2 separate regions of the Triticum aestivum genome follow, and region 1 is linked to region 2. Evidence: chromatin contacts called from public Hi-C data. All regions are on one chromosome and are shown on one strand. The core of a region is the stretch at or near the end of the contact, and the rest is flanking DNA. Distances in the headings are between cores, read along the strand shown. Region 1 holds the start of LOC123057666 (putative receptor-like protein kinase At4g00960). Region 2 holds the start of LOC123059962 (mannose-6-phosphate isomerase 1).

Region 1 (3,290 bases), core at 483-2,982, 150 kb before region 2:
AGCGTCGGTGCCGGCGCATCGGGGCGGGAGGGGGCCAGTGTGCACTGTTCATCGAACTGCCCGTGCTGGAGGCTGCCACAGCCGGCTTCTCTGACTGCAACCTCGTCGACCGCATGGGTGAATCATTTCATACATCAACCACAAGCAAAATCAAAAGAAAAATAAAGAAACATTTGTTCTATCCTTTGGGACATAGTATCGAGCACGTTGTGGGCAGCGGTGATAGTGACCGTGGGTGTTAATGACTCTTCCACATCGGCCGCTGGCGGTGATACGACAGAAGGAGGAGGCGGTGCTGGCGGTGCCATAGACACCGCTACGGCAGCAGCAACTGTCTTCTTCGCCACCATAGCCTTCAACTTTTTCGCTAGATCCAAAGCCGACGGGTCGTGTGGCAGCCGCTTCGCTGCTCCTCCACGAGGCTTGGCGGCGGCAGGGGTCTTCTTCGGCTTGCCGCCGTCCATTATGGCGACTTTCGCCGGTCGGCGGGCGATGAATCCAGCACGGCGACCATGGGCGGCGGTGGCAGGGCCTCCGTCGACCACGGAGAGGAGCACGGGAGCGGAAGCGACAGTTTCGGGGTCGATGGCGGGTCGAAGGCACCGGCCATGGCGCGTGGCGGCCAGCGAATCCGTCGGTTTCCGGCTAGGCACCGGAGGGGAAATGACCGCGCGCAAAGGGTTTGCGGCAGCAGCGCCTCTGCCACATATTTGCCGCACACTAAACCTTTTTTAGGGCTGCCTAAAGAAAATTGTAAAAGTGTTACTATTGGGTTGCCGTTGGAGAATCAAAATAAACACGAATTTTTTTAAGCAATGGATTGTGTGATCCACAACTTAGATGTGATATAAGTAAATTTCATGTAGATGTTAATTAGCAAATCCGTTTATATAGACCTCCTATATGCCTTAGAAACGGCATGTGCCGTATTATATGGCTATTGTTGGAGATGCTCTAACAGGCGACAGAGTTGTGGTTACCCCGTGCGCTGCATTGCTGGTTGTCTTAAACATGTTTTTCGATGGATGGAGCTTTTTCAGCCGGCCATGGTTCGGCGGCCGCAGGTATGATCCTACAGAGACAGGATGAGAGTGTTATCTTCGCAGCATACTGGGTTTTATTCAACTGTAAAGATGCTCTAGAGGCCAAGATTCATGCGTTGATGCAAGGCATGGCATTGGCAAAGCAATACTCGGAGGGCCCAATCATTGTGCAGTCTGATTCATCGACAGCACTAGCACCTTCCATGGGTGATTGTTTGGATCGCTCAGCGTATGATTATTTAGTTACTAGGATTAAATTCTTGATACTTGACAGAGAGTTTAATTTTCAAAAAATTAGTCGTTAACAAAATAGGGTAGTAAATCGTTTGGCTGGCTATATTTGAACTGAGTGGAGTACTGTTGTATGGCTACACCGTGGATCTTCATGTATTCAAAAACGTTTGCTACTTGAGTGTAACCCTATTTATATTTATATGGAATAAAACTCGTATTTGCCCTGAAAAAAAAGTGAAATGGAATCGGGGGCACGCCCCTCAATTCGACAAAAGAAAATAGTGTAGGAGCTAACCGCCCGCACGACGGCCGCCCGCACGACACGACGGCTAACCGCCGCTTGACCGTGGGAGCGAAGTCAAGCACGCGCTTGCCCATGTCGCCCGCGCACACACACACGACAGCGGCGGCCGGACGGAGACCCGTCGTCGCGGTTGACGTTGAATTCCACAGCGAGCGCAGCAGCTAGGACACACTTGTCACTCGCTGCTGCTCGACAGCCGAACCCATCTGCGCCGGTTAGCTAGCAGCCACAGAGAGTGGTATGTGAGCACGTCACGTTTCCTAATCCTCGCTACTAGTACGCGCGTGGCCCGGTCCGGCCGGCGGCCTCGACGTCGCGCCGCAGAGCTTTTCTGCTCGCCAGTTCGGCGCGTGGGCGAGCAGGGTGGAGCTTTCTCTGTTATCTCCGGCGGCGTCGCGGCGTTGGTCTTTGATTGTGCTAGCTAGCTCGCTAGAGCACAGATGCCGCCGGCCGCCGCGCCGTGGTCGTGGGCGTGCTGCGGCCGCCGGAGGAAGAGCGCCGGGGGCGGTGCGGGGGACGGCGACGGCGCCGGCGCGTCGGGGCGGGAGGGGGACCAGTGGACGCTCTTCATCGACCTGCCCGTGCTGGAGGCCGCCACCGCCGGCTTCTCCGACGGCAACCTGCTCGGCCGCGGCGGCTTCGGCCCCGTCTACAAGGCAAGCAACCTCCTCGCCGTCTCCCTGCGGCGCGAGCGCGCTTGGATCGATCGCTGATGAAATCTCCATGCATGTGCAGGGCGTGATGGAGGGCGGGCAGGAGATCGCGGTGAAGCGGCTGTCGCTGGAGTCGCGGCAGGGGGTGCGGGAGTTCCTCAACGAGGTGCGGCTGCTGCTCAAGGTGCAGCACCGCAACCTCGTCTCCCTCCTCGGCTGCTGCGCCGCCGCCGGCCAGAAGATGCTCGTCTACCCCTACTTCCCCAACGGCAGCCTCGACCACATCCTCTTCGGTCAGTCACCCTCGATCGCCCCAGCTTATCCTTCCAACCTCGATCAGCTTACAATTCAGTCAAAAACAGTTCAGAGTTCAAAAAAACGGAATTCAGATTGTTTTTTACCAAACTGCGCGCCAAATCTTGGTTGGATTTCGTATTTTGATGAAAACTTTCTCCCTCGGTCCAAACTGAGACCGAAATCACTAATGGATTTTCAGTAAATTCGGTGGTGCCTGAAATTTCAGTCGAAACGGGCAATTGAATGTTCGTGCCAACAGCAGTTTGGTCAGACAGAGCATTCAGTCTGTTGCAAGTCTTCAATTGATATCAACTAGTATTAAAGTTGGCCTTGCCGTCCTCATATAACAGCCGGTTCCAAGTATTATCATTGACCTTGACTGAATCAGAAGCAGTTCCTCGTTTCTTAACCTGGAAGGTTGGAATGTCATATTCAGAGCAGACCAGTTCTTGATCACGATTCTTCTTCGTCTTATATCAGCAAGCAAAGCAGATGCAGTTGTGCATATGCAGAACAAAAACAAATGCACTACGTAAATTTATGACAAATATCTTTGCGCAATTTGGTAACACGCAATACTCCCTCCGATCCGAGTTAACCGACGCTGACTTAGTACAACTTTAGTACGAAGTCGTACTAACTCAGCGTCAATTAATTTGGATCAGAGGGAGTCATATGTTTCTGCAGTCTACATGAAAGGATCTCAAGCAGTAATCTGTCTGAGTTTACAAAGTGAAGCAATGCATTCACAATGCGAGA
Region 2 (3,266 bases), core at 148-2,647:
TACGTGGCTTGATTTAATTGAAACAAAATAAAACCCGGCCCCATCTCCTTAAAATCAAGAGGAGATGATTAGATTAGAAATAAAAAAACGGAAATGTTAACGCCCACACGTGTGGGCGTTGACCATCTCGACCACACGCATCCATCACCGTCCAGTACTATATGCACGAATCTTGACACAATCTGACTGATTTTCTGTGCCACGTAGGACAAGGCGTGTGTGTGGTGTGTGACATAGTTCGCCCACACATCCATTTTACCACAAGGAGGGGCCGGTGTGTGGGCGTTTAGCAGTTCACCCACATACCAGTTTTCAGTCACGCACAAGGGCTGGTGTGTGGGCATTTGCCATCTCGCCCACACGCCCGTCTCCTCTCCCACACGTAAGCTGCTAGTTGCCATGTGTTTTTGCAGTGCACATGGCAACTGCCTCTAGTGTGCTTTTATAAGCAGGTGACAACTTTCTTTTTTTACCCGAGTTGCCATGTGTTTTTGCAGGGTACATGGCAACTGCCTAGTATGCACGTAAGCAGATGGCAACTGTCTTTTACCGAGTTGCCATGTGTTTTTGCATGGTACATGGCAACTGCCCCAACGTGCACATACATTGCAACTGCCCTAACGTGCACGTAAGCAGATGGCAACTCTTCCATTTTACATGGCAACTGCCCTAGCATGCTTGTGAGCACATGGTAACTCTCTCAACTGCCTAGTGTTAATATGTGGCAACTCCTAAAGTTATGAAATCATGGCAACTACATTAGATCAGACCATACATGGCAACTGCAGTTGAGCAACCATGGCAACTGCAGTTGTCCGACATGGCAACCGTAGTTCAGCGACATGGCAACTGCAGATAAACGAACATGGACGAGGGTCTGGACCATGACAACTGCGGGCGCGCGGTGAGCGTCACGCGTCACGTGCGGGACCAGAAGGGTACGAGGCCTGACACACGGGCGTGTGGGCGTTATCAATTTCGCCCACACGCACGCGTGTGAGAGGGTTCAGGAGGGAAAAAAAGACATGTGTGGGCATTAGTTGTTTTGCCCACACGTAGGTGTGTGGGCTGGTTGCTGTCCATGCCACACGAGGCGTGTGGCACAACTATCCGATACACCACACGTGTGGCAGTTATCGGGACCCATTAAAAAACTGTAGGATGACGTGGGAGAACGCATGGAAGCACGGGGAGGGAGCAGGCAAACCGGATCCTACGAAAACACACAGTTAATCTGATTTGGTTTTGTCAAATTTGGGTCGCAATTAGGGGTAATAAATACGTACTCCATCTCTGATCCAACGCCTTCCAACGAGCCAAACCGGCATACATCACTACGTGGAAGCGGCGCGGCAACTCCAACGCGTGGCGCCCCGGGTACCCATGCGACCGACGCGGCCGGTTCGCTCGCCACGCCACGCCGCGCCGATCTTCTTCCCTCCCCTTAAAATTCCTCCTCCGCGCCCCGTTCCCGCACCGATCTCCCGAGAAAACACCCGCCCGCACCACGCCACGCCCAGACGAACTGCTCCCCGCCCTGCTCCCTCACCCCCGAGAGAGAAAGAATGGGCGCTCCCTCCACCGCGCCCGCGCCCTCCCCGCCGGCGCTGCCCGAGGCCTCCGCGCCGGACGACCGTGCGCCGCCCGAGCCCGCCGCGCCGGAGCTGCCGCCGCCGCTGCGGCTGCGCTGCGGCGTGCAGCAGTACGAGTGGGGCCGGCGCGGCGCCGCCTCCCTCGTCGCGCGCCTCTCAGCCGCGGACTCCGCCGCCGAAATCGACGAGGCCCGCCCCTACGCGGAGCTCTGGATGGGCACGCACCCGGCCGCGCCCTCCGCCGTGCTCCCCGGCGGCGAGCCCCTCGGCACCTGGCTCGCGCGTAACCCGGCCGCGCTCGGCCCCGCCGTCGCCGCGCGCTGGGCCGGCGACCTCCCGTTCCTCTTCAAGGTGCCCGCCGCCTCCTTCCTCTGCTCTGCAGTTCTGCTCCTCAACCATGACGTGCTCGCGAAGCTGACTCTGTCACCGTCGTGCGATTTTCCCGCGTGCAGGTGCTGGCGGTGGCGAAGCCGCTGTCGATCCAGGCGCACCCGGACAAGGGGCTGGCGGAGCTGCTGCACGCCATGCGGCCGGCCACGTACCGGGACGCCAACCACAAGCCGGAGATGGCCATCGCCGTCACCGACTTCCGCGCGCTCTTCGGCTTCGCCGGCATCCAGGTGCGTGCGTCTCCGTGCGTCCCAACCGCCACCGCGTGCGCAGTGCTGTTGCGCCCCCTGTCACCACCCCGTAGATAAGTCCAGTTCCGTTGCACCTCTGCACATATTTCTTATCTATAAGAGTATACGACGTGTGCGCTTGGACTGTCAGACTATTTTAGGCTCAACTGAATCTCGCTAGGAGCAAGCACGCCTTGACTTCTTCAGGATGCGTGCCACATGTTTAGATGCGTGTTCCAGAAGAAAATGCCATCCTAATTCCTCGCAATATTGCACCTTAATTTTGGAAGGTCGGCGTATCGTGTGGGAGTTTTAGAATATGCCAAGCAATTGTGTATTTTTTGGTGCAAAAATCGCCGAAAACTGCCACCCGTTGGATCTAGATCGTGTACCTCTGGGGGCGTTCGCGTTCGCTGGGGTCTCACCCCAACCGAACGTTCGTCAGATAGCTTTACCGTAATATTTTTTTTACCAGGTAAATGGTTTGTTTCAACTCTTTCCTAGTTGATGCACATTTACATGTCCGTTACTTCCTGCTTGGCTAGTCGATATACTCACCAAGCTCTACATTTAGAAAATCACATATTTATTTGAAAGAAAAACTGCATATCAGGCACGAAATAATGGTGTCCCACAACCAATTTTGCTGACATGTAAATACCATGATCTATCTCTAAATACATAAATGCGACACGCGGGCCAGCCGGCTGTACCACCTATCACCTATCCAAGAACTCGTGGGCATGCGCCGCTGTTGCTTGGAGATAGACACGAGTGCCAGAACAGGACACAGATTTGGGGTTAGTGATTCAGAAAAATAAAACAAAATTGGACAACCATATCCGGCTTTTCAAATCTATACCCTTTTGTTCTTCGCAGAAGGTTTTTTTCACCCCGATGTGTGTGTGGATCAAACTCAGGATCTAGTACCTGTTCATTCCTATCAAGTTGAAAATTCTATGGTAAATGTATTGTAGTTCTAAAGTTGAATTATGTACAGGGGCATTTGTAACCGATTGGCTATTGGTAGGCGGTAAATACCAATGTACTCCCT

Evidence for each region. A called contact is a pair of places that touch in the nucleus more often than the background predicts.
Region 1: a Hi-C map of leaf shows a contact between it and region 2, with 3 times the contacts expected there. The contact joins the promoter of LOC123057666 here to the promoter of LOC123059962 in region 2. A contact is called at or near these places in 3 of 5 Hi-C or Micro-C datasets (all in leaf).

What each region holds. Positions count from the first base shown.
Region 1 is chr3A:24,846,957-24,850,246 of IWGSC CS RefSeq v2.1, reverse strand. LOC123057666 (putative receptor-like protein kinase At4g00960) reads left to right here and starts at 1,732. Exons shown (of 5, transcript XM_044480590.1): 1 at 1,732-2,237; 2 at 2,317-2,527. The coding sequence starts at 2,022.
Region 2 is chr3A:24,698,598-24,701,863 of IWGSC CS RefSeq v2.1, reverse strand. LOC123059962 (mannose-6-phosphate isomerase 1) reads left to right here and starts at 1,397. Exons shown (of 5, transcript XM_044482522.1): 1 at 1,397-1,943; 2 at 2,045-2,212. The coding sequence starts at 1,566.